Regions from separate parts of the Zea mays genome. Here all the other regions are linked to region 1. A link is a contact called in public Hi-C data. All regions are on one chromosome and are shown on one strand. Each heading gives the region's core, a stretch centred on a gene start, on an enhancer-like site or on the middle of the called end of the contact. The rest is flanking DNA. Distances are from core to core; before and after follow the strand shown. Region 1 holds the start of LOC100276359. Region 2 holds the start of LOC100276771. Region 3 has its middle 59 kb from the start of LOC103637719. Region 4 has its middle 5.1 kb from the start of LOC103637722. Region 5 holds the start of LOC100193580 (dihydroflavonol-4-reductase). Region 6 has its middle 46 kb from the start of LOC103644829.

Region 1 (2,546 bases), core at 21-2,520:
GCCGATCTTGGGCACCCGGCGCTCGACGACGGGCTTGGTGTCCCCGGATCTCGGGGAGCGGTCGAACGAGAGGCGGGGCTTCTGCGCGGCGGCCGACGGCGGCGAGTTGGGCTCGGACTTGAAGGGGCCCGCGCCGTTGCTGCGGGAGCGCGGCGTGGATGGCGTGCCGACGCTGCTCCTCCTGGTGCCGCCCGGGGTGGAGGGGCGGTGGTTGGAGGACGGCGTGGAGGGGCGGTGGTTGGAGGATGGCGTGCTCGGCCTGCCCCTGCTGACGGGGGACTCGTTCGGCCCAGATCTGCCAATGGCGACATCCATCGCCGTTAATTAAAAATCAAAAATCTATTTTTTTCTCTGTCGCCGAATCGAGTGCAAACTGCAAACTAGTGGAGTGGCACGAAGCCACAGGGTTGAACGCAGGCAGGTTCAGATTTTTCTTGTTGGAAATCGATCAAATGAAACCGTAACGGCCACGATCGGAATTCGAGGATTTGCAGAGATGAAACGGCATCTGAAGAAAGGCACATTGGCGTGTGGCGGAAATCACACGAGCCAGTAGCCCAGTATACACATATTTGACAAGGAGGCAACTACGGCAGCAAGAGCGACAGGCGGCTCTAACTGGATTACTGGATACTAGATCTGTCATTCAAGAAAGAAGAGAAAACCGACAGGCGGAACAAGAGCGCGAGCAAATAAATAAATAAAAGAGAGAGAAAACGCAAGAGTCCGGGAGCAGGGGAGGGGGCGAAAGTAAGTCACCTCGATCTGGAGGACGGCAGCATTGTGGACATGTGATGGTGTGAGGCCGGGGCAAGGAGAGTGCCCGGCCGAGTGGAGAAGAAGAGAGTGGGGGTGGGCCGGTGGGAGGCGGAGGGGGAGGAAGGGTAGGAGGGGAGGCAGGCAGGGTGCAAAAAGGCTGCAAAGGCAAAAGGCAAAGGCGGCCGAAGAGGGGAGGAGGGGGGTTGCCAGGCCAGACCAGACCAGACGAGCAGCGCAGACAGGCAGATCAGATGCGGAGGGAAGGAAGAGAAAGGGCAGGACCACGTCCGTCGTCGCCGACGGCTACGAAACTCCGGTCCTCCCCCCACAATTTCCAACTCCGTTCCCGCTCTGCAGTGCACGTCAACAACTACTCCTGCGTACTGGCAATAGGCAGATCGTTGCTTCTGCGTCTTACTAGTAATTACTCATACTAATCACGAGGAACCAGTACTAGTAGCTGCTGCTGCTGCTACTAGAACTAGAATTAAGTGTCCTCTTTGGAGCTGGGAGGTGAGATCGGTGGTACGCCACCAGCACCGCCACCTACTGATTGCAGAGCAGCGCTGCAAAATTATGGACGCCACCGTGGCTTGCACATGCTTCCTATCTCGCCAACCGTATCGGCAGTTCAGTCTCTGCGGTGTTCTCGATACTGCACCCAATCACCAGCCATTTATGGTCCTATCTGCTACTAAAAATTAAACTGATGTTATTTGCTATCGCTAGCACGATACAAGCCTTGGCTTCGGTGTACTCCATGTACAATATAAATAAAATACATACCAAGATACTAGCAGTTGTAACCTCATCGATAATTCTGGTGTGCATGCGTGGAGCGGATCGAGAAAAGATTTTATACAGTCGATTAAACTTATATAATAAATAGATAAAATTTATAATATTTAATATGTATGATTAGATTCTTCATTAATATTATTTTATAGTATACATATTTAATATTATAATATTTTGTATTTTCTCTATAATTTTAATTAACTTTGAGATGTTTTAACTCTTGGAATGACTTACGTCGAGGCGGCTGGGTGGGCTCGAGCCCGATAGCATATAAGTAGGAGAGAGTAAGGTAGAGGAAGAAAAAAGAGAAGAAAGAGAGGGAGGGAGAAGCAAGAAGGGAGAGGATGGAAGAACAAGGTGAAGAGAAAACGAGAAAATTATGTGGAAAAAAGAAGATAGTTAGCTTCTTCTAGCCTCCCTTGTCATGGATCCTAGATCCGCCACTACATACGGAGAAGGTATATATCCTCGACTGTCACAAGGCGCGTGCAAGAATTCCGACTCAAGAGACTGACTTTAGGACCACTGTAACAGGACAATTGATCATATATCTCCAAGTACAAGGAGCCACCCTTGGCCTGTCTAGGAATAAAGCCCAACACCAGTTGATATGTTATAAAAGTATTCGGATAAAATAATCACTCAGAGCTGCTAGAAGGCATGACAGTCATCCATGCTAGGACGCTCTAGGGCCCAAGGGTCCCTAGTGCTCTAGGCCCTTGAGTAAAATATCCTAAGTCCCTAGGGGCACACCATGCCCAAGAGCACTAACAAGAGGTCAAGTCATCGAGGCTCCTCATGCCTCGAGGCATTCATGAGACTAAGTTGTCGAGCCACCTCATGCCCCGGGGTGATTGTGAGATAGTCCTATTGCCATTTCGTGCCTTAAGACACTTATGAGTATGTCCTTGGGGCCCTCAGGTCCCAAGGTGAAGGACCGGATAGGCGATCAGAGGGGATGCATAAGAGCCACTAAAAATCTTTTCTCA
Region 2 (2,546 bases), core at 17-2,516, 500 kb after region 1:
GTGCACCGGACAGTCCGGTGTGCCAGCCACGTCAGCAGACCGTTGGGGTTCGACCGTTGCAGCTCTGACTTGTGGGGCCTATGGGCTGTCCGGTGGTGCACCGGATAGGTCTTGTAGACTGTCCGGTGCGCCAACTGCGCGTGCTCTGACTCTGGCGCGCACTGTAGCGCATTAAATGTGGTTGCAGACGACCGTTGTGCGCGAAGTAGCCGTTGCTCCGCTGGCACACCGGATAGTCCGGTGTGCATCGGTCACTGTCCGGTGACTCACCGGACAGTCCGGTGAATTATAGCGGAGTGCCCTCTGAATTTCCCGAAGGTGAAGAGTTCAGCCTCGAGTGCCCTGGTGCACCGGACACTGTCCGGTGGTGCACCAGACACTGTCCGGTTGCACACCGTACAGTCCGGTGCGCCAGACCAGAGTGCCTTTGGGTTATCTTTTGCTCTCTTTTTTTGAACCCTTTCTTGGTCTTTTTATTGGCTTATTGTGAACCTTTGGCACCTATAGAACTTATAGACTAGAGCAAACTAGTTAGTCCAATTATTTGTGTTGGGCAATTCAATCACCAAAATCAATTAGAAAAAAGGTGTAAGCCTAATTACCTTTTAAGTATGACTTTCTGTCTCAAACGCCTTGTCAGAATCCCACGTGGTTCATTATTCGAAGTGAGTCCGCGCGAACATCCCCTTCTGGACACAAATTCTATTGTCCTCTTGATTTCCAAAACCACGACACCATACCTCCCAAGATACAAGTTATGGAGCACCTCATTCACAACGACATCATTCGGTTGCGGACTTGTTGATGATGGCATACCCGAAAGGTTCAACACATGCCGGAATACTATGATTCCAGTAGAATATATGGTCTGTACATAATTTGTGTGAAGAATTGTGTTATGGAAAACTTTATATATACTTGTATCACTGTATGACATGATTGTAACCTTTTTGCTTTGCGTTGCACTCAAATTGCGGGTTTCTATTTGCATAAGTATGGTTTATGTGATTTTGGACATTAAATTATTTGTGAATATATTGTTATTTATTGTGCAACATGATTTGAATAAATACAGACAAATTATACCAATTTTTTTATTTTTTTCTAACTAAAATACGGTTCCCGGTCAAAAAAACACCGAAATTTGGTCAGGAAATACGAAATTCGAATTTTTGAATTTGAATACGTAAACCCTTCGGGAATGCGAAATTCAGTTATTTCCCGTTTTCAGAAACGGACGGAATTCAGTTCACAAACGGGATGGGTAACACTGCTGTAGGGTGATTCTCGAATCTCGATCTCCCTGCTCTACCCGCATCACCCCGCCGTTGCCGGCCCCTTCCTCCCGCTTCCCACCTCGCCGTCGCCACCTCTTCCTCTTCCTCATCGCCGGCGCTTGCGCGCCCCTTCTCCACCCCGTTGACCGCCGCACCCACGGCCTCGCCGTTGCAGCACTCGTGCGATCCGGTCACGAGTGGAGCGCACGAGCTCATTCGCTGCTTCCGCCTCCCCCTCTTCCTTGCCGGAGCCCGCGCCTCCTCTCCTCGCCGGCGCCTTCGCCTGCTCCTGCGCCCCCTTCTCCACGTCGCACCCACGGCCTCGTGTTGCTGCCCTCGTGAGATCCGGTCGCGAGCGCCCGACCTAGGCCGCTGCCTCAGTCTCTCCTCGCTCGGTCGCATCACCACCGCCGGAGACGGACCGAGGTGCTCTGCGAGACTCCGCGCCATAGAGCTCCTCCTACGGCGGGTTCTTTTCCGTCCGGTAGCTGGGTTCCCTGAAGCCAGTCATGGCGATGACCACCGCCGTGACGGGCCTCGCCGTCGCAGCAACCGCTCCCATTCGCTCCTTCCTCTCGTCCGCCGCCGCCTCTGTCAGCCTGCCCGCCGATCTTCGTGACCTCGCCTCCGACCTAGCCTCGGACCCTGCCGTCTCCTACCGCTCTCTGCGTGCCATCTGGTGCGCCACCTCGCCGGACACCCGCCCGCCGCTCCGCGACCTCCTCCAGGGCGCCGACTTCGTGCTACCCAGCCCGAAACCTCGTGAGAAGGTTCTTTCTCTCAGTCTTTGGTGGCACTGTCTGTCCCGGCCTGTGCGTACCGGCAAATAGGTGGGTTTTGATTCTGATTCGGTTTAGTCTGTCATGTGGTTGGTTTGCAGAGCGATGAGCTGAAGGCGAGGCTGGAGAAGCTCCGGGAGACACAGGAGAGGAAGGAGTATGCTGAGCTCGTCAGGGACGTCGCTCCGCCCAGCAAGGATGACGCTCCTGAGCCCTTTTCATCCTACAAGGATCAGATAGGATTTGGTACTACCCAACCGCCCTATTTTCAAATTGCTCTATGCAATCTTCCTACTGCTTGTTTCATGGATTACACTTGTTCCATTGAAGTAATAGGAATATAGGATGACACCGTGTGTGTATTTCAACATAATTGGAGCAATATAGTTCAAAAGCTATAACATACGAGTTGTGGAGCAATATCTTCTCTCTTCATCAATTGTTCCAAATGCAGAGGTAGGATCTACTATTTTTTAAAACACACACACAT
Region 3 (2,546 bases), core at 17-2,516, 410 kb after region 1:
ACCCCTCGCCAGACCACCATCGCAGCAAAATCAACCGAAGGGCCTCCCTACACTGACCACTCCCCTACTGCCCTTTCCCCTTTCAGGTAAGGTAGTCCTCCACTAGCTTTCCTAATTAGTCAGCCAAGGGCGTCCCATACCACCCTTGTGGTAGCACTGTTTTCCCCGGTGGTCGCTCCTTGTTCCAATTAACATAATGATCTTATCATGAACAATAAGTAACAACTGATAATAAAGTATGATCTTCAATAATGTATATCTCTATACCCAAAACCACATAAAGCAATAGCAGGTACTACCCAAGAATTCAGTGGTAAAGAAGGTATAAAGATAGTCAAACTAGGGTAACCTATTGGGTCCCATCAAAATTAACCTATGCAGATCATTATGATTAATCATAAGATGACTGGGTCAAAAGAAGTGATCAAGGGCACAACTTGCCTGGGACTTGGGATTCCAGGTACCAACTTGCTCTTCAGATGACATGTATCCTCGCGCTAGTCGTAGCAATTCAAATAAACAGTGTATAGGAAAAATTAACATCACATCAAACATAAGTACAAACTGAATAATAATGATCTACGCGAAGCTACGAGATCGTGGGTTCGAGAACGACTAAAATCAGCGTTACCATTAAAAAGATATGGTTTTCCAAAGGTATTCATGGTTAAATAGCAAAACTATGGTATTGTGATCATGTGAGAAAGCTATTTTAAGGAATCTAACTAATTCCACTTTAATCTAAGTTATAACCTAATTAGAAATCATATGCTAGTCAACCTATAATCATATACAGAATAACTTTGATTAAAGTGTTAATCTACTAACATGGGTTAAACATAATGTCTATTTTGGAAAACATGTTACTTGGTAAAATAATGTTACTATAGCGTAGGCAATTTAATTACGAAGATATCACAACTCGAACAGATTAAATCAGAGTTAAAATAAAAAAGTTATGGAATTCCTAGTTTTCTAGGTTATTTAGGACTATTTTTATACACATAATCACTTTCCCGGGCTTAAATGCAAAGTCCAGGGCCAGTTTGTAATTATAAAAGGTTTACTCGAGGGCTCAACTTTGAAAACTAGGATGGCGGGTTGGTTTCCGGATACTGCAGGGTTTCTTTTGCAATTTTTCCACGAGGGATGGGGTACCGGTGTCCGTGAGCCGTTGGATTATTTTTGCGTGGCACAGATTAGATCGTGAAGCGGTAAGTGAACCTGGCCATTGCTTCACAGATCGACGGTCATCGAAGTGGGATCTGCCCGCCTAATCGTGACAGTTTATCTCAAGACTAACGACACCCGAGCTTCTCCCCCCACCTGACCGACTAAGACGTTGCCTCCCCCAACTGCGGTAGAAGCACGCCGGCGTTCATCGACCCCTTGCACAGGCGATTCAATCGAACTTCGGATAGGTGCAGCGCGGTGCAGGAAAAAAACGAATGCCATGGAGGCGGTCATACCGGTGCTCAAGACGGCGGCGAGGCCCGACCACGAAGCACGGCGCAAGCATGGCGGCGGGGAACTCCGTTGACAAATTCTTGCACTTCTGCCCCTCCCAACACGAGGTCGTGCCACACGTTCGGTCAGCGGATGATTTCGACCCTCCGGAACCGCACTCCGTGGTTCAATGGCGACAGGGACCGGTCTTCCTCGGCGGCGACTTTCTCTCTCTCTTCAAGCTCGGTGATGGGGTTCGAGGTAGGACGATGCGACTCGTGGTTTGGACAAAGCGAGGGGGCATGATAATTATTCTCCGTGCAGCATATCCCAATAGTCCCCCGCGGAATCGGCGTGGTGCATGCGGAGGCATCGGCGGCATGGTTTGTTGGAGTTCCACACTGGGAAGAGGAACAATGCGAAGGGCTGGGTCCCACCCGTCGGCGAGACAAGGGTGGACATGCTCTCTCGAAGTTACATGACGCCCGACCCAACTGCTAGCGACACAGAAGTTCCGATGGTGAGCCAGGTGTGAGGCCGACCGGTGGGCCCCACAAGTAAGCGACTTAGAAAAGGGGAGAGGTCCGAGGCGAGCTGCAGAGGGGGAATAGTGGAGTGGGCCGGGGATGCAGGAATTCAGCCCATACGTGGGTTTTTCTTTTCTTTCATATTTTCTATTTTCCTTTATATTTTCTATTTCAGATATCCAAATCAAATTCAAATCCCTATTTTGAAGTTCAAATTTCCAATATCAAATATGATTCAATTATGAATATAAACTCTACTATTTTCAGTATTAGTATTTATTCTCCTTCCCCTTATATAATTCTAGTAATAAATGATTCAATCACAATTTCTTTCCTCATTTTCTCTTTTATGTTTTCAATTTAAAATTTTGAGGTCAAATTTAAATTATGATACTTCATTTTAATAGGATGTATCACCACAAATTATAAGCAAGGGATGCCTCTCCTCATTATTTTATCTAGTGGCTACTAAATCAACATTATTATTTTATTAGGAAAGGTCCTAGTAAATTTTCCCCAAGGCTTTCAAAAATTCTAGAAACACTATCATAAATATATCTATTTCTTTATTTT
Region 4 (2,546 bases), core at 31-2,530, 350 kb before region 1:
CGACTTACAAGAGGAGTAAAGATAATGATGTAGCAGAAAACCCTAATTAGGGTCAAGCTTCCAGCGACGGGGCTCTGCTTCGCTCACCAACACAGCCTTATACCCAAAACTAGATGAGCCCGTGCGTTGCAACGGAACATATAATACCACGATAACTTATATACGAAATGTGTGTTATACTGTTATGAGAAAATGTTTCATAATCCATTTGTGATCCTGGCCATACATAAATTTTGTTATTTTAATCTAGTTGTTTCACCACTATATTGCAACCATCAGTACCATGCAGACTTCTATATATGTCACGATCTGCATGGTCTCGTCGTTGGAGAGCACGTCCCACACCTGTCGAAAGAAGTTCTCTCGTGCATCGTTAGTCATCAGGCACGCACCAACATACACACTTGCTTAAACAAAAAGGCAAGTGTGTGTTTGCACAGAGAATTAAAGGCAAGCCGACACAAAAGCTACCCAAACGGAGGCGAGGATGGCGAACTGGTCATGGCTGTTGGTCCTCCTCTGCGTCACCTCTGGCGCTGTGATGACGCCACAGTCCTTGATATAGTATTCGTCGAACGCGCGCGACATGGCGAGTCCCGACGACTCTTGGCTGGGCTGCCAGACAAAGTGCACCCCGTGCTCATCAGCGAGGACGTATACTTGGTCGTTGCACCACCGGATGCGCTACTCCTATGCATACAAGTTGGGCTTCAGGTGGTGTAAAGCCCAAAATTTGTATACGGGAAAAAATAATAAATAATTATATTTATGTTAGAGTTTTGGGAATTTTTAAAACCTTTGGAGATTTATTAGTTCCCTTCCTTTTTATAATCAGTTAATAGTGTTAAATTAGTCAAGTAACTAATAAATAAATAAAGAATTGTGCATCTCATGCTGATGATTTTATTGTGATAAATTTTATTGAAATAAAGGAATCACAACTTAAATTTGACCTCAAATTATAAATGAAAATGTAAAACAGAAAATGAGAAAGGAAATTGTAATGAATTCATATATTACTACTAGAATTAAATAATGGGAAGGAGAATAAATAATAATATTGAAAATAGTAGGATTCATATTCACATTAGGATTATGTTTGAGATTGGAGATCTAAAATTCAAAATAGAAATTTGAATTTGACTTGAACATTTGAATTTGGAAAAGAAAGAAAATAGAAAAGGAAAAAGAAAAAGAAAAGGACAAAACCCCAACCTGGGCCGTTTTCCTCCTCTCCTGCGTGGCCCAGCTTCACCAACTTGGGGAGTGGTGAGGGCCGCCACGGTCGAAATCGAACTCGGCTGCAACGTAGACCTTCGGTCGGGACGGGGAACTTTCACCAAGCTTCACAGATCACGAACATTGCTTTGCCTGGGGGATTACGCTCCGAGCCATCGGGAATTGCTCGCCGGAGCAAATCCTCCGTGGCGGAAAGGCCCCTGCCACAGACCACCTTCTCTGCGTCGCCATATCAGGTGAGGCCCCCCTCATCTAGTCCGTGTAATCGCCCTCTTCGTGTAGCATTAGTTGGTTTTGATTTCGGTCGCAGTGAGGCCGGGGCGTTCACGCTAGCGATGGTTTACGTCGTGGACTGCTGGGGCGCCGGCCGTAGCACCGTCGGGGGAAGCATGAAAGCTGTGGATCTTCAGATCTTGATGGGAGGGTCAGGATTAGATGACGATATCCTTTCTTTCAATAACATCTGAGCCATAGGATGACCCGGGAACGGTGCGGATTAGACATGGGTACTGCTTCGGCCGGGTCAATCCGGGCCGTTCGATGTGATCGATACGGTCCCTATTAGATCTCAATTCATAAAATCCAAGCCACAGATCTCTAATCCTACGACTGTCGCGTCTCACTGTTCGGGTATAGAATAATTTATCTGGCCGTGCGCAACTGATCGGATGACTAAGATTGACCGATAACTCTTTGGCCGGTAATTTCTATACTATGAAAGCCGGTTCAAAACAGCGATAAAGGCGCTATCCACGTCGGTTCAAATTCTTGAAGTCGCTCGATCGTGAATCAATGGCCTATGTTCATCACTGTCTCGGTAACGTGCGAAATACGACTCTCGCTCCCTCGCTTCCTCCGCCTCTGGAGACTTCTAGCAGACGCTGGCCACCTCTTCTCGCTCCTTCCGGCTCACCCCTCTTCCTTGGCAGCGAAGTCCCTGTGCGTGGCCGCGACGACTAAAGTGCCGAGGGCATCGGCGTCGGAGCCGGTAGCTGTCGCCAGATCCAGTGTCGTTGTGGATCTGGGGTTCCGCCGGTGGGTCGGTGGCGGTGGAGGAGACCGCAGCAGGCGCTTTCCTGGAGGACACCTCCAGCCGGATCTGAAGGTCAGTGAAGATGAAGAAGGCTCAGACGATGTAGCTTGTCTACGGACGTATCACTCTCGGAGCTTGGCAGATTTGTTGGTCGGCGTCGTCGGCGTAAAGCTAAAGCAATCGTAGCTGCCTCGAAGAAGCCTCGCTTCAGTGAAAGGTACAACATCTTCTGAAATCTTTCATTTCCCATTCTTGATCTGTACTTTCATGGTGC
Region 5 (2,546 bases), core at 16-2,515, 330 kb after region 1:
TCCCGCGGTTGGTTCAGTTTGGTGGCCCAGTTCTCTGCTCCGTTGCGGTCCCTCTGTGCTGTGCTGTGTGTGAGCTTCCTCCTCTCACCTTGTCCAGCTATTAAATGCGCTCGGCTACTCCACTGTACTACTGGAGTAGTACGCTGGTAGGACAGGAGCAGGAGCGGGACTTCACACCGCACCTGGAGCTGGAGCCTGGAGGCTGGAGGAGGAAGAAGGGGCACGCTCACTCATCACAAGTCACAAGTCACAGCCACACCACACATGAGCTGTGTCATTAATGGGTCATCATCATCAGAGGAGTATGAAGAGGTCCGGGTCCCAGCCCTCCTCTGGAACGAACCAAACAGCCTAGACCAGGGAGGAGGGAGATGGAGATTCATGGAAAAGGGAGGAAAAGGTAGCACAGGATCGGCTCATCTCCTCTCCTCTGCCACTGTCCAGCTGTCCCGGTCCCTGTTCATGCTACAGTGCTAGTATAAGCTCTGGCTGGGTCTACTAGTATAGGAGAGCATAATCCAATCCAATCCAATTTTATGCAGTGAGCGCTACTACCTACAAGTCACTCCTACAAACGAGCTTTCGTTTCTTCGAGGGGAAAACCCGGATTAATACTAATATGCAGAGGAGAGAGAGAGAGGCGAAAGAAATCAAGCAAGCTGCCGTCTTGTACTCACATCGCATTGGGCCTGGTCGTCGGGCGTGTTGAACATGCAGAAGACGCCGGCGCAGCCCCGCACGGCGTCGGCGATGGCGTGGTAGTCGAACGGGTCGGCGCGGAACAGCTTCAGCCGGTGCCTGCACGCGTCGGCGGCGCACGACAGGTGGCCGAGCAGCGCGGCGGCAGCCGCGCCCTCCTCCCCGTCGCGGGCGTACGTGGCGGCGTGGACGGTGTACCCGCGCCGGAGGAGGCGGTCCACGAGCGCGTGGCCCAGCGGCCCCGCGGCGTCCATCACGCACACGCTCTTGCCCGCCGCCGCCGCCGACGACGACTCCACGGATCCCGGACACATGTTTTCTTCTTCGACCGAGGAGGAGGCAAGACAGCGAAGCGAAGCCGGAGGAGGAGCTCAGCGACGACGGTGGTGGTGGATTGACGAGGCCAAGATGATGATACGGATTGCAAAGAGGGGAAGGTGAGGCGCGCAGTATATATAGCGGGAAGAAAAAGAAGAAGAAGAGAAGAGACCGGGGCCGGGGCCGGCCGGCAAGGACAGGGCGGGCGAGAGAGACGGGTTATTCCGAGCCGGGAGAGGAGAGGAGATACGAATCAATGAATCATACGATACGGGGCCGGGTCAGAGGCAGCAGGCAGGCGGGAGGGGGCATTCAAAGGGCGTGCGTGCGTGCCGGACGGACGGATGGACTCCCGGTGCGGTGCCGTGCCGTGCCGTGCCGTGCCGTGCCGTGCCGTCGTGTCTCTTGTGCTTTTGCCGTTGGCGTTGTTGGTTGGGCGTGCTCGCCTGCTCCCCTACTGCTGCGTCCAAGAGACGACGGTAAACGCACTCTAGAAGATTTTTCGTCTATAAACTTTAACAGTATCCTATAAAACATCTTTAAGGTAGTGTTTGGTTCAGGAGCCAACTAGAACGGAACCGTTCCATCCCTGATTCTAGGAATGGAGCCGCTCTGTTTTGTGTTTGGTAAGCTGGAACGGAACGGCTCTGTTTTTTGTTTGGTTGCAGAGTGAACTGGAACAGAGTGGCTCCATCCTTTGTTTGGTTCTAGAGTGAAGTAGAACGGAGCGATTTCATTTTGTGTTTGGTTCAAGAGTAAAGCATAATGGAGTGGCTATGCTCTATATTTGTTTGATGAGTGCAAATAGATAATTTTCTCCATTAGTCAATCTGTATTTTAAGATATGACACATTCATACAACCATTAGTCATATCTTAAGATGACAAATATAACTATAGATCATAAAATGTATAATAATTACTCCATAATCTTACACATGACTCATCCATACAACCATCACAAAAGTGTTATGTCAAAAATAAGTTTCATAACATATCACACACATGTCCATACATAGTTTCAAACAAACATAGGTCCTTACATAGATCCATACAAATTGTGAAATGTATTATTAGATTACCATAAAGCCTAAAACTTCTCATTAACGAAGTCGGTAATCATAGAGACCTTGTAAAGCAATGGCACATCCATGAAAGCATGTGCAATGTCAGGATTAGAAACCAAATGAGAATAATACTTGGACTTGTGCGCAATCTCAAATCCTGGAATATTGTCTACAGCTTCAAACAAACCAGCTGGCAAAGGTTTGTTTGCTGCCTCCTTGATGGCACTGGCTAGTGTTTGAGTGGCATGCTGAAATGCTTCAACTAAGAATTCAGTACCATTGTCTTCCCTCTTGGCCTTCTTGGATGGTTTAGTTGCAGATGTTGCTGCAGGGTCATTCTCATGGACAGCACTAGATGTTGCAATACACCCTTCCTTTTGCACATCTTCACCATCATCAACAGCAAGAGGGTCATTTGATGTCTTTGCAAATCGTCCTGATGCAACACTATTGCCAAAAATTG
Region 6 (2,546 bases), core at 31-2,530, 270 kb before region 1:
CCGATAACTCTACGATCTTAAGTGCATTATTCCCAATTGGTATATTCCTTGTGCCTTGAGTAGTCACATAGGAAATTTTTAACGCACTTGAGTATGTGTATATCTTGCTTTGCCTGTCTTCGAAGTGATCCTTCTATATGAGATTGCATTTGCTTTAACTAATTCATTCTGGCAATCTGCATGTGTCAAGTAGTTTGGTCATGGCATATCTTTAAATTGAAGTTAATCATGCTATTTAGTCATGGCATTATGATTAGTAGATTCTATATTGATCTATCTATTAGTATCTGCCATGGCTTATGATGTGTTCATTTATGTGGTTAATCCTGGAGTTCTGTTTTTGTATTAATCATGCTATCTTGTATTTGGCATAACTTTGCAATTGGTATGAGTGTGCGTCAATTGATATTCACCTTCTGCAAGCATGGTATTTAAATTCTGGTCCACATTTATGATGTTTCTTTGTTTTAGTAATATTTGATTGCTAGAACAAGAAAACATCTTGCTTGTGTTTTAATACACTCTATGAGCCATGTCAAGTAGAAATCAAAGGAGGAGTGGCATGCACAAGCAAAAGAAGAATTGCCTTGAGATTGGACTGTATTTTATTCAGGTAAAAAGGCAAAGGTATGGAACTATGTACTTCATTTGGTATTTTATATATGTAGTTCTGTAACACCTCAAAATTCTATTTTTGATATTTAGAAAAAAAAATCCATAGAATTTGAATAAAAGTATAATAATTTTCTTATCTTTCAAATCACATCTCTTAGAATAAATATGTTTTCTACTAAAGACTAGAATTTGATTTGAAACCTAATTATATAAATATAAATGTATCTCAAACTAACTAATTGATAAGTCTATTCTTTTAGGATATAAATTATATTCTAAAAGGGGGTAAAGCATTTTATATTGAGGAAAATACATAATGAGTACTAAAATTTTTTATGAACTATTGAAGCAAATATCGCATGTGTGTGTGCATTACATATTTAAAATATTTGCCTAAATTGATAAGAATAACTAATACTATAAATATGTTTAGTCACATGCTGGATTTCTTTGTTTGTTGTATCTACAGTTGAATTGGTAACTCATTTAAATTTAAAATATTTAAAACTAATAGAAAACAAAAAAACGAATAAGGAAAAATATAAGTACCTGCGCTCTTCGGCCCAAACCGCCCAGCCAGCCCATCTTCTCCCTTTCCCCTCACCGCTCGGCCCAGCCTTCCCCTCTGTGCACTGACAGGAGGACCCCACTGGTCAGCTTTATCATTCATGCGCCAGCACTGACTTGTGGTCTCGCGTTGTCAGCCAGTCGTCTCACAGATCTTCGCCTACGTGTGCCCAGGCAGATGACCGGCGAGTCCCACAGCGCGGCGGACTTTATTTGGACACTAGCGCATGGCACCGCTTCATCCGAACTGTCCTCTTCCTTCCATAACAAATTCGACGGAAACAAGGGATTCAGTTGAAGTCGCACAGGATCATCAGCTGCTCCTCCATGGCAAAATTTGTGGGCTCCAGAGCATAAAAACCATCGCCCGCACCCACACCCACACCCTGGAACCATTCAACGCGCCACCCATGAACCAAGTGTCGATTAGAGGAACCAAGGGACGAAAGCTATGAGAGCTGCCATTAGCGTCGGGGAAGAATGGGTGCCGCCAACGTGGTCTTGCACCCCGAGGCGTTGTTCAAAAGCCAAATGGAGGTCCGGGAGCATCGTCGGGCTTCACGGAGTCTATTCCGTGGTCAACTGAGCTCGGGGCATGACCAAGGCACAGCGAATTGTTCGCCGTAGCTGTGGTGTCTCCATACCCCTGTGGGCTACACTCTCAGGCGCCTCCACCGCCAGTAAGAATCTCCTTGTAGTTATCACCTTGTTCTGTGCATAGTGTAGCGACACTCAGATCGGTTTTGGGTCGCGAGACTGCCGGATTGCTGCGCTCCAGTGATCCCTGCGCCATGGCTGGCGAATGCCGCCGTTGGCTGGCTGTGGGAGAGGGAGGGAGTAAGGCACGTTGTGTGTTGGTTGGATGGAAGTCGTGGCTGTTGGATCATGTACCAACGTATGAGGTTAGGAGATCGCATATCGATTTGTAGGTCGGGTCTGGATCGTTGATTCAGAATCTGACAGGTAGAACTTGATTAAACCTAATAAAATCGTGAGCGTTCGATGGGATCTATCGGAGGACATGTGTACCTGTTCGGTTATGTTTTGAGATCTAATCTGGTCCGTAGATTCTAGATCGGACGACGGAGAAAAAAACGTACCCCTTCGCTATGGTCATTTGTCTAAAGAGACCCTGTACAATTTGTAAATAAACCCGTAGTCCAGCAAAGGTATAAGATCATTATGGTTAGGTCCAGACTTTCACAAAATGTCCCCTGCGTTTTAGGGAATAAGTATCTGCAGTATAAAATCATATAGAATCAGTTATTTAAATACGAAATTGAGTTTTTAGCACAAAAACAATTCGATAATCTTATAAAATTCATAACTTAATTGTTTCAACTCAGATCCTAGTAGTTCTTGAA

What was found. Hi-C and Micro-C count contacts between places; a contact is called where the count stands out from the background.
Region 2: a Hi-C map of ear shows a contact between it and region 1, with 4 times the contacts expected there. The contact joins the promoter of LOC100276771 here to the promoter of LOC100276359 in region 1. A contact is called at or near these places in 2 of 25 Hi-C or Micro-C datasets (ear and tassel).
Region 3: a contact with region 1 is called in a Hi-C map of tassel, with 7 times the contacts expected there. The contact joins the enhancer-like site here to the promoter of LOC100276359 in region 1. A contact is called at or near these places in 3 of 25 Hi-C or Micro-C datasets (bundle sheath, ear and tassel).
Region 4: a Hi-C map of ear shows a contact between it and region 1, with 1.8 times the contacts expected there. The contact joins the enhancer-like site here to the promoter of LOC100276359 in region 1. A contact is called at or near these places in 4 of 25 Hi-C or Micro-C datasets (bundle sheath, ear, endosperm and 1 more).
Region 5: a contact with region 1 is called in a Hi-C map of ear, with 4 times the contacts expected there. The contact joins the promoter of LOC100193580 here to the promoter of LOC100276359 in region 1. A contact is called at or near these places in 5 of 25 Hi-C or Micro-C datasets (ear, leaf and tassel).
Region 6: a Hi-C map of leaf shows a contact between it and region 1, with 4 times the contacts expected there. The contact joins the enhancer-like site here to the promoter of LOC100276359 in region 1. A contact is called at or near these places in 6 of 25 Hi-C or Micro-C datasets (bundle sheath, ear, endosperm and 2 more) and 1 of 3 datasets of contacts at active chromatin or transcription factors (leaf).

The regions. Positions count from the first base shown.
Region 1 is chr1:104,261,304-104,263,849 of Zm-B73-REFERENCE-NAM-5.0, reverse strand. It overlaps LOC100276359, which reads right to left and starts at 1,270. Exons shown (of 3, transcript NM_001363293.1): 1 at 760-1,270; 2 at 1-295. The coding sequence starts at 791.
Region 2 is chr1:103,764,082-103,766,627 of Zm-B73-REFERENCE-NAM-5.0, reverse strand. LOC100276771 reads left to right here and starts at 1,266. Exons shown (of 4, transcript NM_001150485.2): 1 at 1,266-2,047; 2 at 2,158-2,302. The coding sequence starts at 1,787.
Region 3 is chr1:103,854,496-103,857,041 of Zm-B73-REFERENCE-NAM-5.0, reverse strand. No RefSeq gene overlaps it. Among protein-coding and RNA genes, the nearest start is that of LOC103637719, 59 kb to the left of the region's middle. Within about 2 kb of position 1,266, at least 17 of the 20 cell types and tissues checked have an H3K27ac peak or open chromatin away from gene starts, as enhancers often do. A contact at or near this core is called in bundle sheath, ear and tassel, where this site is marked.
Region 4 is chr1:104,613,660-104,616,205 of Zm-B73-REFERENCE-NAM-5.0, reverse strand. No RefSeq gene overlaps it. Among protein-coding and RNA genes, the nearest start is that of LOC103637722, 5.1 kb to the right of the region's middle. Within about 2 kb of position 1,280, at least 19 of the 20 cell types and tissues checked have an H3K27ac peak or open chromatin away from gene starts, as enhancers often do. A contact at or near this core is called in bundle sheath, ear and tassel, where this site is marked.
Region 5 is chr1:103,928,593-103,931,138 of Zm-B73-REFERENCE-NAM-5.0, reverse strand. LOC100193580 (dihydroflavonol-4-reductase) reads right to left here and starts at 1,265. Exons shown (of 4, transcript NM_001138687.1): 1 at 678-1,265. The coding sequence starts at 1,013. It overlaps LOC103644826, which reads right to left. Exons shown (of 4, transcript XM_020542065.1): 4 at 1,817-2,546. The coding sequence ends at 2,107.
Region 6 is chr1:104,528,660-104,531,205 of Zm-B73-REFERENCE-NAM-5.0, reverse strand. No RefSeq gene overlaps it. Among protein-coding and RNA genes, the nearest start is that of LOC103644829, 46 kb to the left of the region's middle. Within about 2 kb of position 1,280, at least 17 of the 20 cell types and tissues checked have an H3K27ac peak or open chromatin away from gene starts, as enhancers often do. A contact at or near this core is called in bundle sheath, ear, endosperm and 2 more, where this site is marked.